3 separate regions of the Zea mays genome follow, and regions 2 and 3 are each linked to region 1. A link is a contact called in public Hi-C data. All regions are on one chromosome and are shown on one strand. Each heading gives the region's core, a stretch centred on a gene start, on an enhancer-like site or on the middle of the called end of the contact. The rest is flanking DNA. Distances are from core to core; before and after follow the strand shown.

Evidence for each region. A called contact is a pair of places that touch in the nucleus more often than the background predicts.
Region 2: a Hi-C map of leaf shows a contact between it and region 1, with 3 times the contacts expected there. The contact joins the promoter of LOC100273458 here to the promoter of LOC103641394 in region 1. A contact is called at or near these places in 12 of 25 Hi-C or Micro-C datasets (ear, endosperm, leaf and 1 more).
Region 3: a contact with region 1 is called in a Hi-C map of tassel, with 5 times the contacts expected there. The contact joins the promoter of LOC103641392 here to the promoter of LOC103641394 in region 1. A contact is called at or near these places in 16 of 25 Hi-C or Micro-C datasets (bundle sheath, ear, endosperm and 5 more) and 2 of 3 datasets of contacts at active chromatin or transcription factors (leaf and seedling).

Annotation. Positions count from the first base shown.
Region 1 is chr10:92,608,959-92,612,110 of Zm-B73-REFERENCE-NAM-5.0, reverse strand. It overlaps LOC103641394 (anaphase-promoting complex subunit 7), which reads right to left and starts at 1,662. Exons shown (of 18, transcript XM_008664753.4): 1 at 1,370-1,662; 2 at 1,071-1,139; 3 at 727-777; 4 at 481-618; 5 at 312-374; 6 at 100-215. The coding sequence starts at 1,438.
Region 2 is chr10:92,294,436-92,297,587 of Zm-B73-REFERENCE-NAM-5.0, reverse strand. LOC100273458 reads right to left here and starts at 1,573. Exons shown (of 1, transcript NM_001147895.2): 1 at 305-1,573. The coding sequence starts at 1,463. The coding sequence ends at 519.
Region 3 is chr10:92,313,133-92,316,284 of Zm-B73-REFERENCE-NAM-5.0, reverse strand. LOC103641392 (cullin-1) reads left to right here and starts at 1,574. Exons shown (of 19, transcript XR_560291.4): 1 at 1,574-2,029; 2 at 2,158-2,257; 3 at 2,981-3,152.

The DNA.
Region 1 (3,152 bases), core at 413-2,912:
TTAGAAAGAACTTGCTATAGAAGAATAAAATGGGTGACTCATGTCGATGAAGTTGGAGAGCACGATCTCCAAGGAAGCAGTTTCTTTGATATGTCATACCTCAAGCACTCCTTATAACAGACTACAGCTGTACGGCTATTTCTTGATATTCGATAAAGCTTCCCTAACATCATATTCATTTTCAGTGTTCTCACTTTTGAAGGAATACCTTCCATCTGTATAAAGCATATATATCACATCATCCGTATTCGTAAAACAGGATAATACAATGGAAAATGAAGATTAGAAATAACTAAACGAAGAACAGTAACCTCATGAAGTGCTTCACGGTGCTCACATAGAGCAGAATGGCAAAGAGCAATCTTGAACTTCACCTGCAACAGCACAGCAAAACTGAATGAGATACTTGTTACCTGTGATGTAAATATTAAATAGATGTCAACATTAAAATGCAAGAGTGCCATGTTCAGCCATTCACACCTCATTTTCATTGAATGATAAGAGATTTGAAGAGTTTGGAGAAGGTGACCGGCCTGTGACGGATACTGAACTTCTGGTGTTACTTGTTGCTTGCCTAGGGATACTTCTACTATATTGCATAGCTTGCTTGTACGCATTCTGCCATGGAAGATAGAGAAATTAGAAACAGATATATCAGCAATCGATGTGTTTACTTCTGAAACTTGTAGGCCAATCATGGGTTGTTGTTTTTTTTGGAAATATTACCAGTGCCCTGCGGAATTCTTTCTCTCCATACAAAGCATCCCCATGCTGGACCTACACGGTAGTCCAACAAGCAAATCAGCTCTCCCCACCAATAAGAAATAATAATAATGGGCCCTGTAAAGAACAGAACTGGAATTGGGAAATGCAGTTGTGCAGGATAATCCGTGCATTGACTATCAAGAAACTAATCTGTGCATTGACTGCCAAGAAACAAATCAACCGGTTTAGTTTCCGCAATGTGGCATCAGATGTAGGCAGGAAGTGGAGTTGACAGAATCATAACAAAAAGTTAGACCAGATTAGCACCGCGTGCGGAGCTGCTGCTCAGGAAACCTTGAGCTTACCAGGCTTTCCACCTTCATGGACATACCAGCATCGTTGCCCGCACCAGCTGACGACACAAGGAAACACCCCTGCAAGTGTAGGAGAAGAGTAAAACTGAGTAATCACTGCGAGTCTGCGACGGAAAAGTCGGCCATCACCCAGTGCAGCAACCCAAACCCGCTCGCACACGTCGCAGGCAAGAGGTTTAGGCCTGCCCCACACGCGCCCGGCGAACCCCGAAACCGCTTCTGCTCGCCCCGAAACCCTATAGATTCAAACGCAGAGAGGATGGAAGGGGGTGCAGGATCGCCGCACGTACCAGCGTTTGGGCGGGGCCGAAGAGGCCGGCGTCGAGGAGCGCCGCCATGGACTCCCGCGCCGCATCCATGCCCGGCGGCGAGCTCTGCCGAGGGAATTTGAAACCGGAGCTCGTGCGGGGATTTTGGTTTTCGATGGGTTGGTTTGATTTGCTCTTTCAACAACAGTCGCAGTGGAATTGATTACTAGAGACGGGAGTAGAGAGAGAAAGGGGATTTGAAATGAAAGCCATGGAAGAGTAGCTGGGCTTGTGCTCTTTCTAGACCAATTTAGGCCCAACATGTTCTCTTTTTCGGTTTTTCCCCTCACGCCCAGAACAACAGATATAAAATCCTCTCCGAGCGAGAAGCATAGCAGTTTTGATCTAAATTTTAATTTGAGAGGTTATTTGGATCTTTTATTTGCATAATGAACTGCGTTATTTGGTCTAGAAATTAACGTTCCATAACTTATTCAAATTCACATATAAGTATCTCAAATTTATAGTGTAGGACTTAAAAGTTAATTCTATAAATCATTATACTGTATTTTTCTAGTATACAACTTATAGCATCGCTATCCAGCTCTCCCTTAACTCCTTAAGAAACTAGTTAGATACATGTATTTTGCTATGGTTTTTATATATCACATAGGTAAACTTTATTTTATATTATGCTTGAGCGTACAATATAAAATTCAAAATCCACAATCAAGGTTTAAACCTCCATTTTTATACAACTACTTAGAGCATCTCCAACAACAAACCCTAAAATAGAGTCCTAAAATTTAAAATAGGATTATGTTTAGAATGTTTAGGGTCTCAAAAGAAATGTTTAATCCAATAGTCAGGCCTTAAATAATGTTATTTAGGAAATAAATTATGTTATTATGAAATAAATGGTTGGAGATTAAGTGGAAATAAGGATAGAGCTCTAGTATATGGGGGTATTATATTTAGGACCCGAGAGACCGAGCCCTATAATCATTTGATGAAATTTTATAAAATAAAGCCGTTGTTGAAAGGGTATTTTATGTTTTTAAGTCTTATATTTAAAATAAGATCATGTTTAGAGCCTCTCTTGGAGATGCTCTTAGTTGTATATACATTGCTATGTTTTTATACATCATGTAGATAGAATTTGCTTAAATAAGATATTTATTCAAATATGATTATATTTTTTACTTTTAAATTATTAGTATATATATTTAAAATATCGTTCATTTGTATAACGCAAACAGATGCACGATGTAGTGGTGAATAACGGATTCTAGCTTCTGAAGGTTGCGGCTTAAAATATTCCCCATCCATGTTTGAACTCTAGCTTCTAAAGGTTGCATGTTTGAATCTCCCCATGTATGTTTTCTTTTGTATTTCGGGCATGAGAGGAGGGGGAGAGGTATCGCACGCGGGACGTGGTGAGGGGAGGACCCACAAAGCGAGAAACACTTGTTTTATATTAGTAGAGAAGAGATTTTACCCTATTTTGCATAAAGTGGGAAAAACGATTGTGGAAACTGATTTATATAGTAAAAAAATGCAACACATAAATATCTCACTTATATGACCATCAGGATTCAACAGTACACAATTATAGTACAACCGTATTAACTTAATTAATTTTTGTCTAGATTATGATTATTAAAATGAATTTAAATTCAAAAGGATCCAAACCGGACCTCTTTTTTATTTGACGATGGCTAATACAACTAAAAAACATCAAATAAGAAAACGGAGGGAGTACTTGGAAACAATGACGCCCAAGAACAAAAAAAAAGGACAATGGGATGGAAGTTGGGCGTTCAAG
Region 2 (3,152 bases), core at 324-2,823, 310 kb after region 1:
ACGCTGATAATATGGTTTCCGCGATATATTTGTACATAGTAAGATGGCACCCACCAATGTAATAAGTTGGCAGACATTTGCATATAGGGGAGGTCACATTTTTATCTTGTTCGGTGCCGCTCTGACTTGACGAACCTTTAATTTCTACATGATTAACAAGGTTCTAAATCTCTGGCTATAGTTATTTCTAGATATAACTGTTTCCAAAGGGTGAAATTGTTTGCTACTACGCCTAATATATATAGCAACTATTAGTCGCTATAGCCCGAATTAAATCACTATTTTCTGTTTGAGAAAGGCGATGGATAAGTGCCTTAGCCCACTATTTAGAACACTTATGAATACTTAATAAACTTATTGCTACAACAATATATCATATTATACCATGCAACTAAAGTTAAACACCTTAAATCCTAACCGGTGTTTATCATATATACTTTACATTATCATTATTTCTCCGGCTGTTTTATTCAACAAATAAATTATAATGCATTTAATAATTGGTCCCCTCCATTTATTTATGCCGCTGGAGATGACTTGGGCGCTGCAACCTTGACGGCTTCGAACCTGGGCTCCTTGGCCTGGAACTTGTGCTTGGCGTACACGTCCATGTAGTCGCCGAACACGTACTTGGGGTATGCGTCGCCGCCGCTGGCCTGCACCGCCGCCGGCGAGATGGTGGCCTCGTTGGCCGGGTTGTAGAAGGAAGCGATGGAGCGGCGGTTGCCGTCGCGCATGGGCAGCACGCGGTGCCAGGCGCTGCGGTAGCGCCCGTTGCTGAGCACCTCAATCTGGTCGCCAGTGTTGACGACGATGGCGCCCGCGAGCGGCTGCACGTCGGTCCACTGGCCGTCCTTGAGCACCTCCAGGCCGCCGACCCTGTCGTCCTGGAACAGCAGGATGACGCCGCCGGCGTCGGTGTGCGCGCGCAGGCCCGTGATGAGGTCCGGGCGCGGGCACGGCGGGTAGTGGCTGACCTTGGTGCCGAAGAAGGGCTCGTGCCGGCCGCCGCTGGAGAAGGCGTCCTTGATGGTGCCCCTGGCGAGGCCGAGGTTCTCGTCCATGGCCTCCATGACGCGCTCGGCGAGCTTCCTCAGCTCGGCGCGGTACTCGCGCATGGTCTCCTTGAACGCCGGCGGCTCGGACGGCCACTGGCATCCGTCGTGGATGTAGAAGATGTCCTCCCAGTCCAGGTCATCCACCGGCGCCACAACCTCGCCGCGCCGCTCCGCGTCGACGAGCGCCTCCAGCGTGCGCACCGGCTCCGACGCCTTGAACCCGGCCTCCCGGAGGCGGTAGCAGTCGGAGCTCACCTTCTTGACGCGCTCAAGAAGCTCCAGCGGGATGCCGTGGTTCACGAGCTGGAAGAATCCCCACTCCTCGCAGCCATTGGCGATCTGCGCCAGGGTTTCGGCCCTCTCAGCGCCGTCCAGCTTGGAGAAGTCGATGACGGGAACCACCATTGTTGTTATATTATTATTTGACTTGGGAATTGATCGAAGACGAGCTCGGGAAGATGGAAGTGTTGTATGTAAGCAGTTGCTGTAGGGAAGGCTAGCTAGCTGATGACTTGAGGATGGAGAAGGCATGGATCCATGGCACCCGTATATATAGCAGTGATCAACAAGCAGCTAGCTCAACCTACCTACTGACAAGCGTCGTCGCAGCTGGTACGGACCTGGACTGGACCTTTTTTTGGGTCCTGTCATGGCTACCTCTAGGTGTGATGAAGCTTCTGGGCAGTGGCAGAGCCATTGGACTGGATGCTTGTGGTGGCAACTTGACCTTTGCCACCCCAATCGGAAATTCAGGATCGGATGTCCCTGTCAAGGTGACGAGCTAACATCAGGCATTCAATCACATTGCCAGCCATGCTTTGACAAAGTCAGAACTGGCATCAGCTCGTTCGTAGAGAGAGGGCAGGTAAAGACCTAACTAACAACTAACCAGCAAAAATATGTAGCTTTTTATATCAGACACTCCCTCCACTATTAACTATATATAAGTTATTTTCCCTTGCTTGTCACATAATGTGATAATTTTCTATATGAACAAAATGTTATTCATAGCCTCCTCCACAAGAAAAAAAATGGTATCTATTGGACATTTCAAAAGCCTTTGATTCCCTTAACTATCTCCGGGATGTTTTAAAAGCTCTAGCTAGGTTTCAGTCAAAAATAGAGAGACTAGCATCTTGGCTACATCATCTTCCAAAGTGCTAGTGAATGATCGCCCAAGCAAAAAATTTAAACACGCCTGAAGTCTTCATCAAGGTGACCCTCTTTCATCTTGGCCATTGATCCCCTACAGAAGGTTATTGAGAAAGCGTCTGCAGCCGGTCATCCGAAGCTTGTACTACCAAAAATGTCTGCATTGCTCGCTTTATGCCGATGATGATGCGATTTTTTAGGGCTAGAAATGAGCTGAGTCTCATTCAACGAGTTTAAGAAGGAGGCTCGACTCGCTGGGTGACCAAGCTCGACTCGGCTCAGCTTGGTTCGTCCACTCAATAAGATTAAGAAGGAGGCTCGACTCAACTCGCGAGCTACACCTTGATAAATAATATTGCATTATACAATGACTATTATTGTATATAGATATGAAATATGACCATCATTTAACATTATAAGTAATCTAAATTTTAAATTATCATAAATCCATCATTAAATGATAAGGAACGAGTCGAATATCTATAAAATTATCCAATATCTATTATTATTTTATAGATTCATTAATTTGGCATAACTTGCAAACTGACTCGGCTTGTTATACCAATGAGCTCTACAACTTGGCTCGGTTCGTCTCTGCTCGCTCGAGGCTCATGAGCCACTCCGAGCCGACCTAAGTTTAAGCCGCCTCGCGAGCCTCGAATTTTTTTTAGCCCTAAGAACATCTCTTAACCACGATGACTCTATCCATAGATGGTGGAGAAGGTGTAGACTCCGTGTTGATAAACATAGACGAATGATTTTCTATGGGTTGGTAGACTATTTTTGGTGGAATATCTGAAAAGAAAGAAATAGGAGGATCTTCCAAAACTTTGGGGGAAAATCAGCCTGTGGTCGCCCATCTTATCATAGAGAAGGTTTTACAATATGGAGCGGGGCAGTGCTTTGTAACTGTTGTTTGTAGTCCTCTTCCTTCTCTAAATG
Region 3 (3,152 bases), core at 325-2,824, 300 kb after region 1:
TCGTCTGACCCGTCAGGTAGGTTGCGGACCATCCGCGTCTCCATAGGGAGCACCGCCGCCGGTTCTCAATGCAGTGATTGGCGCCCGGATCGACGCCAACAAACATGTGCACGTGATATCTCCGTCTCAAATTTAACTAGCGATATGAAAAACATCGATATCAATCTTTCACATATCAAAATAACTATACTATATTTTTTAGTATTTATTATATTTAGTTAAGTGTGAAAAAGATTTGATTATATACACTCTAGTACGCGTCACGTTTTGTTTGGACACCTCTCTATGTTTCTCTCTAGGCCCTATACTCCCGCTCCAACTAAACAACACAACAACATGCAACACTAAAAGACAAAAACAGTTTCCAATAGTTGAGTGCCTCCAATCTCTCTCCTTGCCCTCTTCTCCCTAGTGGCATCAAAGGAAAAGTACATACGATTGTGTCCACGGTGTGATATACCTCATGGCAAACGGCAGATAAAGTAGGCGGATTTTGCTGGGCATAGAAAAAGGGTCGGCACCAATTATCATGTATTGGAATTAAATCCATGTTCATTTACACCAATCCAACTCTAAATTAGCATGGATTGGAATTAAATCCATGTCACGATCCATGTTCCAAAATAATCCAAGCCTACTCAAATTTTTTTATTCAGTTAAACCCATTATGAATTATAAACCAATGGTTTGGAAAATTTTTAAACTATGAAAGGAGCTCATCAGGTGTGGAACAAATTCATGAAGATATTGCAAACGTTTATATTAGAATACATGGATCAAAAAAATTAACTAGCTTTGAGTTATATATAGATTAAATGATGGATTTAATCCCATCATGAGATTGAGTGTGAGTTATGGATTCACCCAATCTAGACTCAGATTAAGGGCCTGTTTGTTTACCCCCCAGATTATATAATCTGGATTAAATAATCCTAAGAGGCAAACAAACAGTCCAGCTTATTTGTCCAGATTATATAATCTAACCCCTTGCATTATGATAATCCATAAGCAAGTGAGGAGGTGCTTATTTCAGATTATTTTTTCCCACTTCCCCACTACCCTTTCAAGTTTCCTAGAAATTACCCACCATTGCCATTATAATCCACCGAATCGTTTTTGCGCCTAGTACTAGTCAATTTGGGGATGAAGAAGGTGACATGAATGCCTTCCGTGATAATATTGCTAATGCAATATTTGCCAATGTCAATTGAATTATTTTTTTTATATATATGAGTTTCAACCTAGTACAAATATAGAGGGCATTCTTGTCTTCCTCATACAAAAGAATCATATTAACAACTCAAATAATCTGGGTAAACAAACAGGACTACTCAAATTATATAATCCAGATTATATAATCATCCAAAAATAATCCAGATTATATAATCTATGGGGGTAAACAAACAGGCCCTAAATCTATGATGAAATTAATTTCTTTGTAACTGAATAAAACCTTATCTAGAGCACGGGGTTAAATATTGTAGTAGTATTAATTGATATTTATATTTAATGTGACACGAAACTAAACTTTAGTGGTGAACTATAAACCTCTCTTATCTGGAGTTCGTTTTGACTGACACAATGATCCACATCTGGCGCAAGGCTCGTCGTCTGGGCCGTCCAACCCCGATGCGACGATGAGGACGGAGACTGAATGAATCACGGGATTTCCGAAGGCCTGGAAGCCGTCAAGCCGATATGCGACACAAGCCCAACCCTTCCTGACGCTCCACGCGCTCGTCTCTCTCCTTCCTTCCATCCTCCCTCCCTCCTTCCCTCCCTCGCTCGCCTCTGGAGGACCCTCGCCATCCTGCCCAAGCGCACCACCAAACCCCCAGCAGCGGCGCTAGGGTTCGCGCCTCGGCGCGTCGGCACCGTCACCTGCGGCGATGGCGGGGCAGGAGCGTAGGACAATCGATCTGGAGGAGGGATGGGCGTTCATGCAGAAGGGCATCACCAAGCTGAAGAACATCCTCGAGGGCAAGCCCGAGCCGCAGTTCAGTTCCGAGGACTACATGATGCTCTACACGTACGCCTCCCTCTCATCTCCCTCGTCGCCACCGCCGCCGCTGTCTCCTTCTCGGCTGCCGCTAGGGTTTCCCACCTCGATCCGCTTCGATCCGGTTCTGATCTAGGGTTTTGGTCTTGTTGTCGCAGGACGATATACAACATGTGCACGCAGAAGCCGCCGCAGGACTACTCACAGCAGCTCTACGACAAGTATCGGGAGTCGTTCGAGGAGTACATCGCCTCCATGGTGAGCCGCTTCATCATATCCCTCTTGCTCATGTGAATCGACCTAGATTGTTTTTGTATCTGCGGCGTGGTATTAGGATCAAATTTCCTACTTCGAGTGGATGTTTTTTTAGCTTTGGTGGATTAGCGCTTGGTTGATCGATAGGCTGGGACATGAACGACCTTGGTGTATATGGGGGTGTTCTCATTTTTGGCCTTGGTGTATATGGGGATTTTCTCATTTCCTTTTGTCCATCTCTTGATTTCTACAGGACAAGTTAATCTCTTCAGTTTAATTGTAAGCATCTTGATTTGGTGAAACAATTGGCCCACCTACTTGTCAAACAATTCTGTGCCCATTCTTTGTACACCGCAGCTCATTTCTTATAGATGATGTAGAGAATACCTTTTTGTATTCTTGCAGCACCTTTTAATGGACATGAATTAAACGTCTATGACAGGGAGATAAATAATGGTTTCATAATTGCGTACACATGGATGCTAGTTTCAATTTGCAGGAGCTTTTCTGTAGCTTGCTAGTTTATTATTTGATGAACATCTTTATTTTGTAAAATAAACTTATATACCTCCCTTTAGCTGTAGGTGTTTCTATGACTAGAGATTGAATCCATGAGTCATGGCCTGATTTTGTGTGACACTTGGATCTAACTATAATATCATCCTCTTCACTGTATTTGTATGTTCGCTTCTGAGAACTTTTGCACTATATTTTAATTTCATGCAGGTACTACCTTCATTAAGGGAGAAACATGACGAGTTTATGCTGAGGGAGCTAGTGCAAAGGTGGTCAAACCATAAAGTCATGGTTCGCTGGCTGTCACGCTTCTTTTATTACCTTGACCGATACTTCATATCAAGGAGGTCACTTACACCACTTAAAGAAGTGGGCCTTACTT